Linked DNA regions of Muntiacus reevesi: region 1 is linked to region 2. The links are chromatin contacts, called in public Hi-C maps. All regions are on one chromosome and are shown on one strand. The core of a region is the stretch at or near the end of the contact, and the rest is flanking DNA. Distances in the headings are between cores, read along the strand shown. Region 1 holds the start of OGDH (oxoglutarate dehydrogenase). Region 2 holds the start of H2AZ2 (H2A.Z variant histone 2).

What was found. A called contact is a pair of places that touch in the nucleus more often than the background predicts.
Region 1: a contact with region 2 is called in a Hi-C map of muscle, with 6 times the contacts expected there. The contact joins the promoter of OGDH here to the promoter of H2AZ2 in region 2. A contact is called at or near these places in 2 of 3 Hi-C or Micro-C datasets (blood and muscle).

What each region holds. Positions count from the first base shown.
Region 1 is chr6:72,884,419-72,887,693 of mMunRee1.1, forward strand. OGDH (oxoglutarate dehydrogenase) reads right to left here and starts at 1,816. Exons shown (of 23, transcript XM_065939939.1): 1 at 1,720-1,816.
Region 2 is chr6:72,746,530-72,749,728 of mMunRee1.1, forward strand. H2AZ2 (H2A.Z variant histone 2) reads left to right here and starts at 1,267. Exons shown (of 5, transcript XM_065939091.1): 1 at 1,267-1,399. The coding sequence starts at 1,397.

The DNA of each region.
Region 1 (3,275 bases), core at 566-3,065, 140 kb after region 2:
ATGGTAAATATTTCACATTTAATAAGCTGTATGTTCAAATTTAAATGAAATCAACAGAAATTAATGCATTTCTGAAATTAGTCTTTAAAAGTAACTAAATTTCGGTGATGGCTGCATACTATGAATACACTACAAACTAGTGAATTGTATACTTGAAAGAGTGAACAGTATGGTACACAAATTATATCTCAATAAAGCTGTTAAAGAAAAAAAAAAAGGTACTTGAAATGTGGAAAATGCTCTTCAAAATTTTATCAGGATATTCTAATCTTTCTTCAACTTTCTAAGATCAGCTAATTTGCAAAGCTAGAATAGTATTATACATTTTCAGACCGTGAGGGTCTTGCACAAAAAACTGCAGTTTGACTCTTGCACCTCTTGTCACAGTGCAAACAAGACTTCATCCAGGCCATTTATCCTAAAGCTGCGCAGAGCAGTAAACCTGGGAGTCAGCCTCTAGTCCCTGCTTCAATGTACAGGTAAAACCAAGCGGAGAAACCCCAGGACAAAACTAGAGTTCACACCTCAGGCCTGAGTCATCTCTCCTCCGTTATGGGTGAAGGGCAGAGAGAGCAAGTTCTTGTCTGTACTCAATGTCTCGCTATCAGTTTTCTACTAAGCTTCGGGACACAACTTACACTAACATCAGGTAGCTTTGCGAAAGGGAAAAGGTAAACTAGTGTGTTCCTCGAGGAAACGCGCTTCATCTCAACATGAGCTACCATATCCCTGAAAGAAAGAAGCGTACTGAATACAGTAGCGTACGGCAAGCTAGTCTACCCATTAAGGGTGTTGCCCCCAAAGAGTTCACCGGGAGGATGGGTGCTGTGGGTACTAAGCAAGGAGGGCTCCTGAGTATATGGGCACTGAGCACGCGTGCAGCAGAGTAACCCATCCATTAGGGGTGTCACCCTTTAGAGCACAGAGAATGGAAACGATGAGTGCCGAGTACAGTCAAGGTACTGAGGAGAGTGGAGGTACCAAGTGCTGGAGGGTAATTCACTCAAGGGTTCACCCCAGAAGAGCGCAGGGAGGATGGGTATGGGGGTACTGAATACACAGGATAGATACTGTGGGGTAATCCGCTCCTCAAGGGCGTCACCTCAAGGAACACAGGAAGGATTAGTACTATGGGCACTGAAGACAGAGGGGGTACTGCAGAGTAATTTGTTTCTCAAGGGGTCGTCCCAGGGGCGAAGGGTCAGTGCGGACAGAAGCCGACCAGCGGCTTCGCGCTCTGGGAAAAACGAATGTCCACAATTCACAGCCGGTTCGTCAAGGGCGCGCCACCCTTCCAGCCGACCAGGCGGGGAGAGGACACAGCCTGATGACTCCCACGTGACGCCTCCTCGACCTTGGGGGTCACCCTGGCCGCTGCGCCCGTTCCCTCACATCCGCCGTGCAGCCCACCCCCCTGGCCATTACAGCCAATGGCTTACCGCTCCGCGCCCCGCGCGACCTCTGCGCACGCCCGCACCCGCCAATCTCCGCCCGCCAGGAGGCGACCCCCGCACCATTGGCTCCCACGTCCGTCTGTCAGGCTCCGTCCCACCCACCTCCCCCCGTCAGCCCCGCTCCAGCCAGGTCCACTCCCTGTCACCGGGGCGGCGGCGCTAACGAGGGTGCGGCGGCCCTGCCCCATGCCAAGACCATCGCCTCCTGCCTGACCGGAGCGGAGCCTCCCAAATCCTGCTGGACCCGGCGGCCGCGCAAGCCTACCTGTCTCCGGCTCAGCTCCACCCGAATGAGGCGCCGACACCCCACTCCGGGGCACCAAACTCTCGGCCCCGCCTCAGCGTGTGGCGTCAGCACGCCGCCCCTCCCTGAGACGAGAGGGGCAGCCCCTACCTCGTGAGCGGGGCCTTGACGTCACAGAGTCGCGCCCACATCTCCTGTGGCGCCGTCTTGGGGTGATAGTGTTAGCTTAGAGGTTGTGGCTTGCTTTTGGCATGTCCGGTCCTGACCGGCTTGCGTGACAGTTCTGAAAGGGGGTGTACATGTTGCTAAGTACTGTCTCCTGCAGTAGGCTGTCAGGAGTCCTTTGATGGAGAACTCACCTGGTGTGTGCTGTCAGAAACAAACCTTGGTCGGCAGTGCGCGCTCGAGGCGCCGCAGGCAGTGACCGTGGAGTGAGAACCAGGAAGTCCTAACTCTGACACTAGGTTTTCCCAAAGTAGGCAACGGGCCTGCGGGAGCCTTCACTTGGTGCATGGATGGTTTATTATGCTGTTTCATCGAATACCAAGTGGTCATCCGCTTTTAGAGGTTATTTTACTTACTGCTGAGAAAGGGGGGGGGGGACCACTTTCACTAGGACACCTCAATCGTAGATACAAAACTGTTTTCAAAATGTGGAGGACAAAAATCTTAATTTTGTTGAAATATGGTAAGTTGTAAGCAATCACATACTGAGAAAGTCCTTTCAGTTCTTCAGTCTTTATTAGCAAGGGAAAAGCATCATTTAATGCTAAAGTGTCTTTAATTCCACTTTTTCTTCTTTCCCTTTTCTGACCAAGATAAGACTTAGGCTTAGGTGGACAATAATAAAGGTAGAAGTTACTTGGTCTTCCTGACTTGTGACAGGTTATCTTTGAGATATATGGCAAGTAATAGGTTTTCTGATTTACTGTAATACTAAAATGTTTTATTTTGTAATAAAAGTTTCCATTTTAAGACTATGTTCAGTCGCTCAGTCATATCCGCCGACTCTTTGCGGCCCCTTGAGTCGCAGCACGCCAGGCCTCCCTGTCCATCACCAACTCCCTGAGTCTACCCAAACCCATGCCCATCGAGTCAGTGATGCCATCCAGCCATCTAATCCTCTGTCGTCCCCTTCTCCTCCTGCCTCCAGTGCCTCCCAGCATCAGGGTCTTTTCCAATGAGTCAACTCTTCACATGAGGTGGCCAAAGTATTGGAGTTTCAGCTTCAGCATCAGTCCTTCCAATGAACACCCAGGACTGATCTCCTTCAGGATGGACTGGTTGGATCTCCTTGCAGTCCAAGGGACTCTCAAGAGTCCTCTCCAACACCATAGTTCAAAAGCATCACTTTTTCGGCTCTCAGCTTTCTTCACAGTTCAACTCTCACATCCATGACCACTGGAAAAACCATAGCCTTGACCAGACGGACCTTTGTTGGCAAAGTAATGTCTCTGCTTTTTAATATGCTATCTATATTAACTAGATACTAGTATGGGAAAGTGGCATCCAAATGACCGACAGTAGGGAAAGGCTGTTCCACACTGTCTTGAATTGTTCCTCTGTGTTTATTCCCC
Region 2 (3,199 bases), core at 17-2,516:
GAAAGCAGGAGCAGCAATTAACTAAAAATGGTTATTGCTTACTGGATTGACTCCCAACTCTTGCACCTTTTCAGTGCAAGAAAAGGTGCAACTCAGTGCACCTTTTCCTCCCCATCTTCAGGCACCTCCTTCCTCACGTTCATCTACACCTTCACTCATATGTTTCCAAACACCTTCACTCATATTTTTCCAAAGTCTTATGTAGAAGCTCACCCTTTTCCTCTCCTGGAACTCAAGTTACATTTCGTTAGAGACTGATGGGTCCTCCCACCCCCCATGTTACTTCTCCATGTCAGAAGAGAATTCTCACTTTGGGATAGGATCTGCCCATCTGGTATACTTCTGAAATTCCCGCCTGGGTAAATCCCGCCAGAACTAAATCTCCGCGGGGACCATCGGCTCCACACACCCGGAACACTGCCCGGCGCGTCAATGCAGACAACTGTGAAAAGAAGCAAAGGTTCCTAACTGCAGCGGGTAAGAATTGGCCCGGAGCCTGGGCCTGGGACCTGGCGACCAGGGGCGATGCAGTCCAGGGGACGATCGGGCCAGCACACCGCCTAGGGGTTGCCGGGGTTGCGGGGGGTGGGGAGCAGCCGTAGGTTGACAAGTAAGAAAGCCCTGCTTCGCGCCGGTCCCTCAGCTTCGCAGCGGGCGCGGGGACTCCAACCTCGTTTCCGAATTTCACTCCCTTTGCAATGAGGGGCTAACCTAAGGCCAGCGGGAAGGCGCTGCGGAGAAGGGCTGCCAGGCCTGGAAACAGTGCCCACCACGGAGCGAGTCCCCGCTGGCACAGGGAAATCCTCGGAGTCTGTGAAAAAACCACGAGGAGAAGCAACGAATACGACCATTTCCTTCCCAAACAGGTCTCAGAAACCCTAGAGTCGACGCTGAGAAAGAGCGGGAAAGCCAGCGCAGTCACCAATCTGTCCACCCATTGGCCAATTGCGCTGTCTTTCCCAAAGGTCCGCCTCCCTTGCTCGCGGGCGATGTTCTCATCGGCTGATTTCCGCCAGCCTGCAGCTCTCATTGGTCAGCTCCTCCGTTCGTCAGGTTGGGCCTTGTAGACAGGCGGAGAACGGCGTTTGGCTCCGCCCCCAGTCGCGCACAGGCGCGTCTGTGTTGGAGTAGGAGGCTCCGCCTCCGCGTGCCGTGTGCAAAAACAAACAGCCGTTAGGGAGGAGGGGCTGAGGGGGTGGGGCCTTGTTAGAAGAAAGCGCGCGATTGGGCAGCAGCGGGGGTTCAAACGAGCAAGGCGAGCGGGCATTGGCCGGGGCAGCGCGAGGCGGGCCCCGGTTATTGTCCGGGCTCTGGCGGCCGCGGCGGCAACGGCGGTCGGTGCTGCACTAGCGGCGGCGGCGGCTCGGCGGGACCGAGGGCACGAGCGGCCGAGACCATGGTGAGGACTGCGGGGCGGCCGGGAGGGCGGCGATGGTCGAGTGGCGCCGGTACCTGTTGAGGCGGCGGGCGTCAGGCGGCGACGACATCGGTGGGGCGGGCGTCAGGCGGCCAGACTGCCAGCGGTCCCGGCCTCGCTCGCCGCGGCGCCGGCGCGAATCGAGGTGCGCGGGCTGAGGCCGGGTGTCCCTGAGCAGGAGAACCCTCGCGGCTCCACAGCACTTCCACTGCTACTGCGACTGACTTTGAGTCCTTAATTGTGCGTCGGTGAGAAAAGTGCGGCTTTTTAGAAACGCGAATGGAGGGAACTGGGCTCCTTGTGAAGTTGAGAGGGAAAGGCGTTGGAGGGGGGCCGTGCCCCGCGCAGGAGTGAAGCAGCAAAGCCGAGGCGACGAGTGGTGTCCTCCCGAGCGCCCTCCGGAGACAGCCCTGCCCGGGGCTGAACCACAAACAGAAATTGTGGTTATTGTGACGTTTTCGCGTCTTAGATCTGGAGTCGACCTTGTGGATGGTAGCACCCGGGCTCTGTAACTTGTAGTTGTGCAGTTAACGGAAGCGCTTTTACAGGCAGACTCTGGCATAGATTACATCTGCCCTGTAAACTGATTTGCTCGAGCCGACAATTCTCGTGATGCTTGCTGGTTTCAAAAGGTGTCACTCGTTTAATCTCTAGCAACCTACCATATATTGGCTGAATCTTTACCAGCAGCTAAAAATACATATACGTTCGCATGGCTAAAAATACAGGAGGCGTGGAGTTGTCATTCTTGTTTTGAAATTTTTAAACATGATGAGACGTGAACATGTGTCTGTTAAACAAATTTGCAACTTGCTTGACATCCAGTTTGCAACTTTTTCTGAATGAAATATACTCCATTGGCATATTTTCTACCCGGAGATGCTTAGCCCAGGTTAATACTTCAGTTTTTAGAGTAAAAAATTTTATCGTGCTTGTATTTTGTTTCTCAGCAAACGTATTAAAATGATTGAGCGAAGTTGGGAGGGTGTGTATACAGACTTTGAGGAGGTTGTGAAAAGAAAATATTCATTTATTATGCAATTTTATATTCACAAGTTTAATTCCATAAAGTTTTGTTTTTCTTAAGCATAAGAAATGTATCTGGACTCTCCAAGCCACGGAAATAGTCATTTAGTTTACTGAGATTTTTAAAAACTGATTTCCTGCCTACTTCCTTAAAAAACAAATAGGTTAAATAGCAAACGTAATGGATTTGAAACAGTAAGGGATAAAATTGCTTAAGTAAATTGGGAAACCTGAGGAGTTTTGCAGTTAATAACTTTTTACTGATAACTATGTATTTCATAATTCAGTCATAGAGAAATAATGATTATAGTTTTAGCCTCATGCACTATTTTAGATGTTTCTTATGTTTCACATCAGGGCAAAGAGAGCTGAAAAGATTGAAGAATAAGTGAAAACACATGGTTACTTGAACTGACCTCAGAAATCCAAAGATGATGCAGTATCTTTTTCTTGTATAGCAGTATGATCAGAAATTATTAAAAATATGTGAGGCATTCTTGTAGAAATCTAAAGATTCTCAGTTCTCTTTGTTAAACTTAAATCAATCTGTCTTGCTAGATTATTAAATTTAAGAAAGATACTAATTAGTTATTCATTCTTTGTTCCTGCTCCTAACACCTGCCAAGGCCTTTTATTTTTTTCCCCTTGAATATAGATTTGAGAGATAAACATTGACCCAGCTGAGACATGGGGTATGGGGCATACCATTTGATTTTTAGTCTAAAAAATAAAGCATTACAGGACTTCCCTGGTGGT